2 separate regions of the Rattus norvegicus genome follow, and region 1 is linked to region 2. Evidence: chromatin contacts called from public Hi-C data. All regions are on one chromosome and are shown on one strand. The core of a region is the stretch at or near the end of the contact, and the rest is flanking DNA. Distances in the headings are between cores, read along the strand shown.

Region 1 (3,743 bases), core at 880-3,379, 120 kb after region 2:
TCTTTACTTTCTCCTCACTTGCCATTTTTTATGCCCCTCCATAAATGTATCTCTCTGCCTAGTGGTCCATCACTAGCTCCTTGGCTTCCACATGTACCCTAGGCTACATCTTTATCAACTCCTTCAACTCAAGGCTTGGGGAATAACAGGAAAGAAGGGTTAGACAAAACGTAAGAGACAGAAGATGGGGAAGACATCCTTGAAAGGCTGACTTCTGGATAGGAATGGCTGTAAAAGACATGAACTCTACAGCTGCAGTTCCTGCACAAGACTTCCATAAGATGGAGAGTTAACAATTTCAACATGGAAAGGAGATGGGCTCCAGACACCCACTCATAGCTGAGGAACTAATGGCAGCTGAGGGGAACTGAGGGAAGTAGTGTCACTTTTCTCTGAGGGACAGTAGGAATTGGTAGGTTTCCTATGCCCCATTGGATGACTGCCCCTCCCTACACATACACATGCACATATGGGAAGCATTTAATGGGCTGTAAAAAAAAGGGATATAAGGTTCAGAAGGAGAGAGAATGCATGGTGAAGGGTATGGTATAATGGGAGGTGGATATGACCAAGATACATAGTATATATGTATGAAACTTAAAATATAACTTGGGTGGAAGAATTTTTTGAGTAAATTTTTTTCTTTCAAATTAAATATATGAACTCTACCACTGAGCTGTAAATGTTTCTTTATTGTGGAACTCACTTTAGTTTTTCAGGTAGGGTGCTTTTCTCAGGCTAATTGCATAACCAACCCTCACCCCATTATGTTAGTATTACTTTTATCAGAAAAGGGGTGATTTTGCTGTTACCTTTATTTCCTTTTATATTGAAATAGACTAAGGAAAAAATGCAAAGCTGAGACAACTTGTATCCTGTAGGACAAATGAGCTACAGTGTGAAAACTTAAGGAGTTATTGCTGTCCTTAATCTTGGGGTTCAATGAAGTTGAGATTTGAAAAGTTTCCTCAGAGGCTGAGGTGCTAAAGTCCAGACCACCCTCCTCTGACAGATGGAGATACAAAGTCCTTCAACGAGCAGCTGAAGGAAACAGATGCAGAGATCCACAGCCAAACATCAGAAGGAACTCGGGAGTCTGATGGAAGGGCAGGGGAAGTTTGGAGGGACCAAGAGGGGGCAACGATACCAAAAGACCTACACAGTCAACCCACCTGGGCCCTGGGGGCAGGGTCTCACAGAAACTGAACCACCAACCAAAGAGCATGCTTGGGCTGGATCTAGGTTTCCCTGCACATCTGTAGCAAGCAGATGTGCAGCGGGGTCTTTCCTTAACTGCCGCCTGCCATTGGATCCAGTTCCAATATTTGGACTGCCTAGTTGGGCTTCAGTGGGAGAGGGTGCATCTAGACCTGCTGAGGAGAATGAAAGTGGGTAATCGGCTTCAACATGGAAAGGAGATGGGCTCCAGACACCCACTTATAGCTGGAGTAAAGGTAAGAGTGGGAGGAGGGGAGGGAAGGGGCTTTGACCAGGATGTAGAATGAATGAATGAATGTAAAAGAAAATGTATGGAGCCCTTGGACCCTTGTGACTCTTGGAAACCAACACCTTCCTGTTTTTTGTTTGTTTTCTTGTTACTCAACTGCCACACAGTGAACAGATCTTCACTAACAAAGGTTACAGTAAACATATATTGTTGTATCCAAGAACCCAGCAATCATCAATTGGAACCTCTGAATTCAGAAGCCAAAATAAACCTCTTTTCTTAGAGCTACTTGTGTAGGGTCTTTTGTCCCAGGGACAGAACGCTGAATCACTCTTAAGCTGCATTTCTCACAAAATCGGTCTACTCAGCAGCACCAGTTGTTGGGCATGAGAAGGTACTGCTTGAGTCGTGCGTCAAGTACTTCCGGTGCTTCTGTCCATCGTATGTAACAGATGACCTTTAGGATAACTATTTTTAAAGCAGATCATCATGGTTTTAAGAGAATGACACGCTTTGCCTGATTATAATTTGCCTGCACTTTGCTGCTGTTGTGGTGAGCTTCACATGTCCTGTACTGCCAGCTCCGGCACGCTGAGCTTCAGATGCCAAGCCCCTGTTTGAGCCCGTGCAGATGGAGCAGACATGTGGACTGACATGAGAAATCCATGGAAATGTGATTTGCAATTCAAACTCTGTCCTGGACAGGCGCTCAAGTTTAGTTAGCTTCAAACGAGCGGAATGAGTGGATTAGGGGATGAACTCGGTTATGTAAGCGTTGCTAAAAATATGGATGGAGGGGGTTGAGAGTTGTTTCTCAGGGGCATATGACTCAATGGCTTAATTGTCAAGGAAATAAAATGAATTTAAGTTAATTTTGCCCAAATCTGACAAGACTGTTTAAAAGCTTCTACAAAGTAACCTTTAAATTGTACACATTTCAGGAACGATCTTATTCGATGTACTGGAGAGGGTAGAGGCTGAGGTTCTTTGGGCGTAAAGCAGTTCTCCACTGACTGAAGAGTCCTGGTAGCTTCCGAAACAATGCAACAATGTTTCAGAAAGTTACAAACATATTTTCACCCTCACGATATTTGCCCTCATTTGAGGCAGGAAATGCTGCAGTGTGGCCCTGAGACAAGGGCCTCTATGTAAGGGAAATAGCCCAGTAAGAGAGAGGGCACCTGTCTTGCTTCTGAACGTTAGTTAATTGCTATTTTAAATTATATTAAATACATATGCATTTGAATGTATAATAGCTTATCTCTAAGTGTAAACTTTCTTGTTGGCATAGAGGATCACAATTTCCAAATGCGAAAACAGAGAGAAATAACTTCTTGGTAGATGTCACGATAGGCTCTGAACCCAGGTAGTTTTTTTGGAATATAAAGTATTCCCTTTCCACTTTCCACTCTAAGTTTCTTCATGCTTTGTGTGTGTCTGTGTGAGTGCGTGTGTGTGTACGTGCGTGTGTGTGTGTGTGTGTGTGTGTGTGTGTGTGTAGTGTAGTGTATACACACTCTATATAAATGCTATATATAACAAATTAACACACTGTAATACACACATACAATATGTGTTCAATATGGACTATGTAAGAAGACATGACATGGTAAAGCATATATCATATGCCATAGTATGTCCTCCAGAGTATTGAAATTATAAAGTCTTTTACCTACATATGTCATTGGTGCCTTAGCATTTTCTAGGTCTGAACGAAACCCACAGAACTTCTGAGTAAGACAAGCAGAACTGACAATGTTTAAAGAGAAACTCAATGTTTAAAGTCTAACCTCAGGAGGGAATCAATGAATCAGACAAGTGAGAAATCAGAAGGGCTTCTCTTTGGCCTGGCTCATCACTTCTCCATGAGATCCCAATTAGGAGAAAATAGCTAAGTGGGAGGGAGTTGTATGGTTAGAAAGAAGCCAAGCAACAGCATAGACTTGTAAGTTGATATGAACTCTGAATGGCCATGTGTTTGTATACTCCACTAGGCTTTGGGAGCTCCGTTGTCCCTCTTACATTCCTGTTATGTGTGATTGGTTACTTTGTTCAAGGATGTGCTTTGCATTGAACACTAATGCTCCATAGCATTATTATAGTACTTCATCTGTCCTGTTGCAGGACAATCCTGTATGGATAAAACGAATTCGTTAGAAAGACAGTACTGAAGATTAGGAGGGAAACTGGATTGCTGTTGTTTTGCTTTGTGTTTTAATTTAGTATCACAGGCACATAGTCAAATCCCCATGGCATATTTGTGATGACTAATTATTTCAACAGCAACCTCCCTTCA
Region 2 (4,055 bases), core at 317-2,816:
ATAGCCAGCATGCTGTCCAAAAACCCAGAGGACCGCCCCAGTTTGGATGACATCATTCGGCATGACTTCTTTCTGCAGGTCAGCACACTCTTTGGCCTTTCTTTAAAATTGCGTGCCATTGCCCTGGTTGCTGGAGAGGTTTCTGACTGTCTCTTCTGGTTCCACAGGGCTTCACTCCAGACAGACTCTCTTCTAGCTGTTGCCACACAGTTCCAGACTTCCACTTGTCAAGCCCAGCTAAGAATTTCTTTAAGAAAGCTGCTGCCGCTCTTTTTGGTGGCAAAAAGGACAAAGCAAGATATAATGACACACACAGTAAGTTTCCAGACCCCCTCCTCCTTTTCCATACCCTAGATCACCCTTAAGTCTGATGTGACTGAGTGGAGACTTTACCTTTAGGGTAATTTCTCCATCATATTTGTGTACTGCTGACCTCCGAGACACTAATAGCCAAGTAACTATACAACAGAATTAATTGATAGCTTTCGTTTATGTAAACACTGACGTGTGCTGCCTGCATAGGTGCAGCTGAGGCCACTGGTGACATAGCCCTAACTCTGTTCCACCCTTGTTGAGATAAATTAACATGCCCGATTCTTTCCCTTGACTTACAGATAAAGTGTCTAAGGAAGATGAAGACATCTACAAGCTTCGGCATGATTTGAAGAAAACATCGATAACCCAGCAACCCAGCAAACACAGAACAGATGAGGTATGTTGGGGAGGCTCAGAATGAAACGGTCATTTCCAGTCTTGGACAGCCAGCATTTTGGTGTTTATTAGGGCTGAGGCAATGCTTCTAAGTCAGGATACCGCAGCTGACTTCTCTGGCTTATATCCATTGCTCTTTGATAAGCTTTCCCAGTAATTATTATAATTTTAGGTGAACCTGAAATTTCAAATATAGATAGACCTAGCCCCTTGACTCACTGTATGGCTCTTCTCTTCCCTTCAAGGAGCTCCAGCCTCCTCCAACTACCTTTGCCAAATCTGGGACATCCGCAGTGGAAAACAAACAGCAGATTGGAGATGCAATCCGGATGATAGTTAGAGGGACGCTGGGCAGCTGCAGCAGCAGCAGTGAATGTAAGTGCTCAGAACCATACTTTAAATAAACCATAAACTAGGGCTGAGTAACCCGAGTCAATTCCGTAATCTAATTTAACATAGAAATAAAATTATAGAATTAGAGGAAAGACATTGAGTAACCATGATTTCTATTTCTCTGCCATTCAAATTAGTGGAGGGAAACAGCATTTCCTGATCCTGGGGTATAATGTTATAAACAATGTTGTCATTTCCGTTTCTGTGACTTTGTAGGCCTTGAGGATAGCACCATGGGAAGTGTTGCAGACACAGTGGCAAGAGTCCTTCGAGGGTGTCTAGAAAACATGCCTGAAGCTGACTGTATTCCCAAAGAGCAGTTGAGCACGTCCTTTCAGTGGGTCACCAAATGGGTCGACTACTCCAACAAATACGGCTTTGGATACCAGCTCTCAGACCACACTGTTGGAGTCCTTTTCAACAACGGCGCTCACATGAGCCTCCTTCCAGACAAAAAGTAAGTGTGTCCGATTAGCCCAGCCTACCAGTTCTCTGCTGTTGTGCGAAGGAAATCTGGAAACAGTGATGAATTGCTTCTAATCTTTCTTTTCTCTCCCTCCCGATTTCTAGGACAGTTCACTATTATGCGGAACTTGGCCAATGCTCTGTTTTCCCAGCAACAGATGCCCCCGAACAATTTATTAGTCAAGTGACGGTGCTGAAATACTTTTCCCACTACATGGAGGAGAACCTCATGGATGTAAGTACCATGACTCAGTAGAGAGGTGGGAAGCAGTCTAGAACTAGTAGCATCTGCATCCCTTCGGAGTTGATTTTATTTAGATTCTCATGCCTTACCTTAGATTGCAGTGCAGAGTCAGAAACTCTTTGAGGCAAGGTCAGGAATCTTGAGGCTTGAGGCCGTTCTGAGGCTTAAGTTTGAGGCATTAACCCTCTCCTGACTTCTTCCAGGGTGGCGATCTCCCTAGTGTTACTGACATTCGAAGACCTCGGCTCTACCTCCTTCAGTGGTTAAAGTCTGATAAAGCCTTAATGATGCTCTTCAATGACGGCACATTTCAGGTAACCAAGCCTTCTGTGGACCTACATGTCTAGGTCCCGAAATCTTTTTCTACCTAGCCACTTTACTTTCTTGGCAGAACCTTTATTACTTCTTATTTAGCAAGCTCTAATGTCTATGTCTATGTTTTTAAAGGTGAATTTCTACCACGATCATACAAAGATAATTATCTGTAACCAAAATGAAGAATACCTTCTCACATACATCAACGAAGACAGGATATCTACAACTTTCAGACTGACGACCCTGTTGATGTCTGGCTGTTCGCTAGAATTGAAACATCGAATGGAATACGCCCTGAACATGCTCTTGCAGAGATGTAACTGAAAAACCTCTTTTAGAGCGGACCTCGTGGGGGCTCTTTTCCACTGTGAGATCAACAGGGAAGCCAGTGGAGGGATAACGGAGCATGCTAGAGAAATCGGACAGGTGCTGGTACGAATACGAGTCGTCTGTGGCCTGCTGGACTGCTGGAACCAGACCAGCCTAAGGTGGACAGTTGACTTTGGGCAATCTTAAGTGTGGAGCCAAGTACAGTTTTCCTTGAGATACCTGTCTTTACAAAGTTTATCGGACAATTTTGCAGACAGACGCATTGACTCTGAAGTTCTCTCTGTGGAGAGTGTTTTCAGTTGGAAGACTTGGAACTGTGAATAAACTTCCTGAAGGGGAGGGAGAAGGGAGGAAGCTCCCTCGCTGTTGAAAGGCTACAATCAGAGCAGCTTTTGTTTGGCTGCTTAACTGTGAACTATGGCCATACATATTTTTTTTTTTTGGTTATTTTTGAATACACTTGTGGCTGGAAAAGTGCATTCCTTGTTAATAAACTTTTTATTTATTACAGCCCCAAGAGCAGTATTTATTATCAAGATGTCTTTTTTTTTATGTTGACCATTTTGAACTCTTGGCAATAAAGAGTATGAAATAGAAACAGTGGTCTCCTGTCCTTACTCCTGCATAGCACCGCACCATCGAAGCTTGGCACGTCAGCATGATATCGAACACATGAACTAGAAACTTTACTTTTCCTAGTGACACTTCTAGGAAATCGGTCTTGAATGCCATAGTTATAATTATGGACCTTTCGAGTGGCTCTAACTTGAGAAGAGTATAAAACTGTGTCACTTTTTACAACCCCTCCACCTAAATAATTGCACCCTTGCTGAATTCCAAACCACTTTGTTTCAAAAACAGCTCTTCAAGAGTCATTTAACTTTGAGGCAAAAATCAGAATAGTCTTGTGCAAACAGACCTCCCTAAAGGAGCAGGTTCAGGAGGTTTCCCTTAATGTGGGCAAAACTGTGTGTTCTGGTGCACGCATCGCTCAGCTTTAAGGCTGCCTAAACACTTCCAGTGCCTCTGGCAATTAAGCTTCCTAATCTAGTAGTAAGAAACACTTTGCTAATAACTCACTGTTTCCCGTCCAGTGCACAGAGGTGGAAAAGATATGTGAACCAAATTATGATATGGGCGCATCTTTTAAACTAAGCTATTGAGGAAGCAAATCTGACAAGGTTTTCCTTTCGGTGAAAAGTATAGAATTACACTACTTATCCTACTACTCCAAGCATACAGTGGCCTACACATGACCCTAATAAAACTCGTTCAGCTGTAATCATGCTACAAGATGCTATCCTGGGAAAGGACAGCATCTTATTCTAGAGCTGTTTACATTGCGATTGGGAAGTTATATGTTACATTTACCTAAAAGTAGATTCTGCACCTCGCGCACTCTTAGCGAAAGTCACATTTCAGAAACTGCTATGGATATCCTGAGTCCTCAACCACCTTCTATTGCTTTGAGGTGTCTATGCATCAAAATTTATATTTTAATGACTTTTAGTGATGGCTGAGCAAGACTAACAGGTGTGTACAACTTGAATCTGACTTTATGAGCAGAGAACAAGCAATAGAGTTAAAATAGTGAACA

The links. Hi-C and Micro-C count contacts between places; a contact is called where the count stands out from the background.
Region 1: a contact with region 2 is called in a Hi-C map of frontal cortex, with 1.8 times the contacts expected there. The contact joins two enhancer-like sites. A contact is called at or near these places in 2 of 12 Hi-C or Micro-C datasets (frontal cortex and mammary epithelial cells).

The regions. Positions count from the first base shown.
Region 1 is chr2:43,822,217-43,825,959 of GRCr8, forward strand. No RefSeq gene overlaps it. Among named protein-coding and RNA genes, the nearest start is that of Plk2, 120 kb to the left of the region's middle. Within about 2 kb of position 2,130, at least 11 of the 93 cell types and tissues checked have an H3K27ac peak or open chromatin away from gene starts, as enhancers often do.
Region 2 is chr2:43,705,250-43,709,304 of GRCr8, forward strand. Plk2 (polo-like kinase 2) reads left to right here. Exons shown (of 14, transcript NM_031821.2): 7 at 1-78; 8 at 168-315; 9 at 615-712; 10 at 957-1,086; 11 at 1,321-1,561; 12 at 1,675-1,804; 13 at 2,017-2,127; 14 at 2,261-3,056. The coding sequence ends at 2,452. Among named protein-coding and RNA genes, the nearest start is that of Plk2, 4.7 kb to the left of the region's middle. Within about 2 kb of position 1,567, at least 4 of the 93 cell types and tissues checked have an H3K27ac peak or open chromatin away from gene starts, as enhancers often do.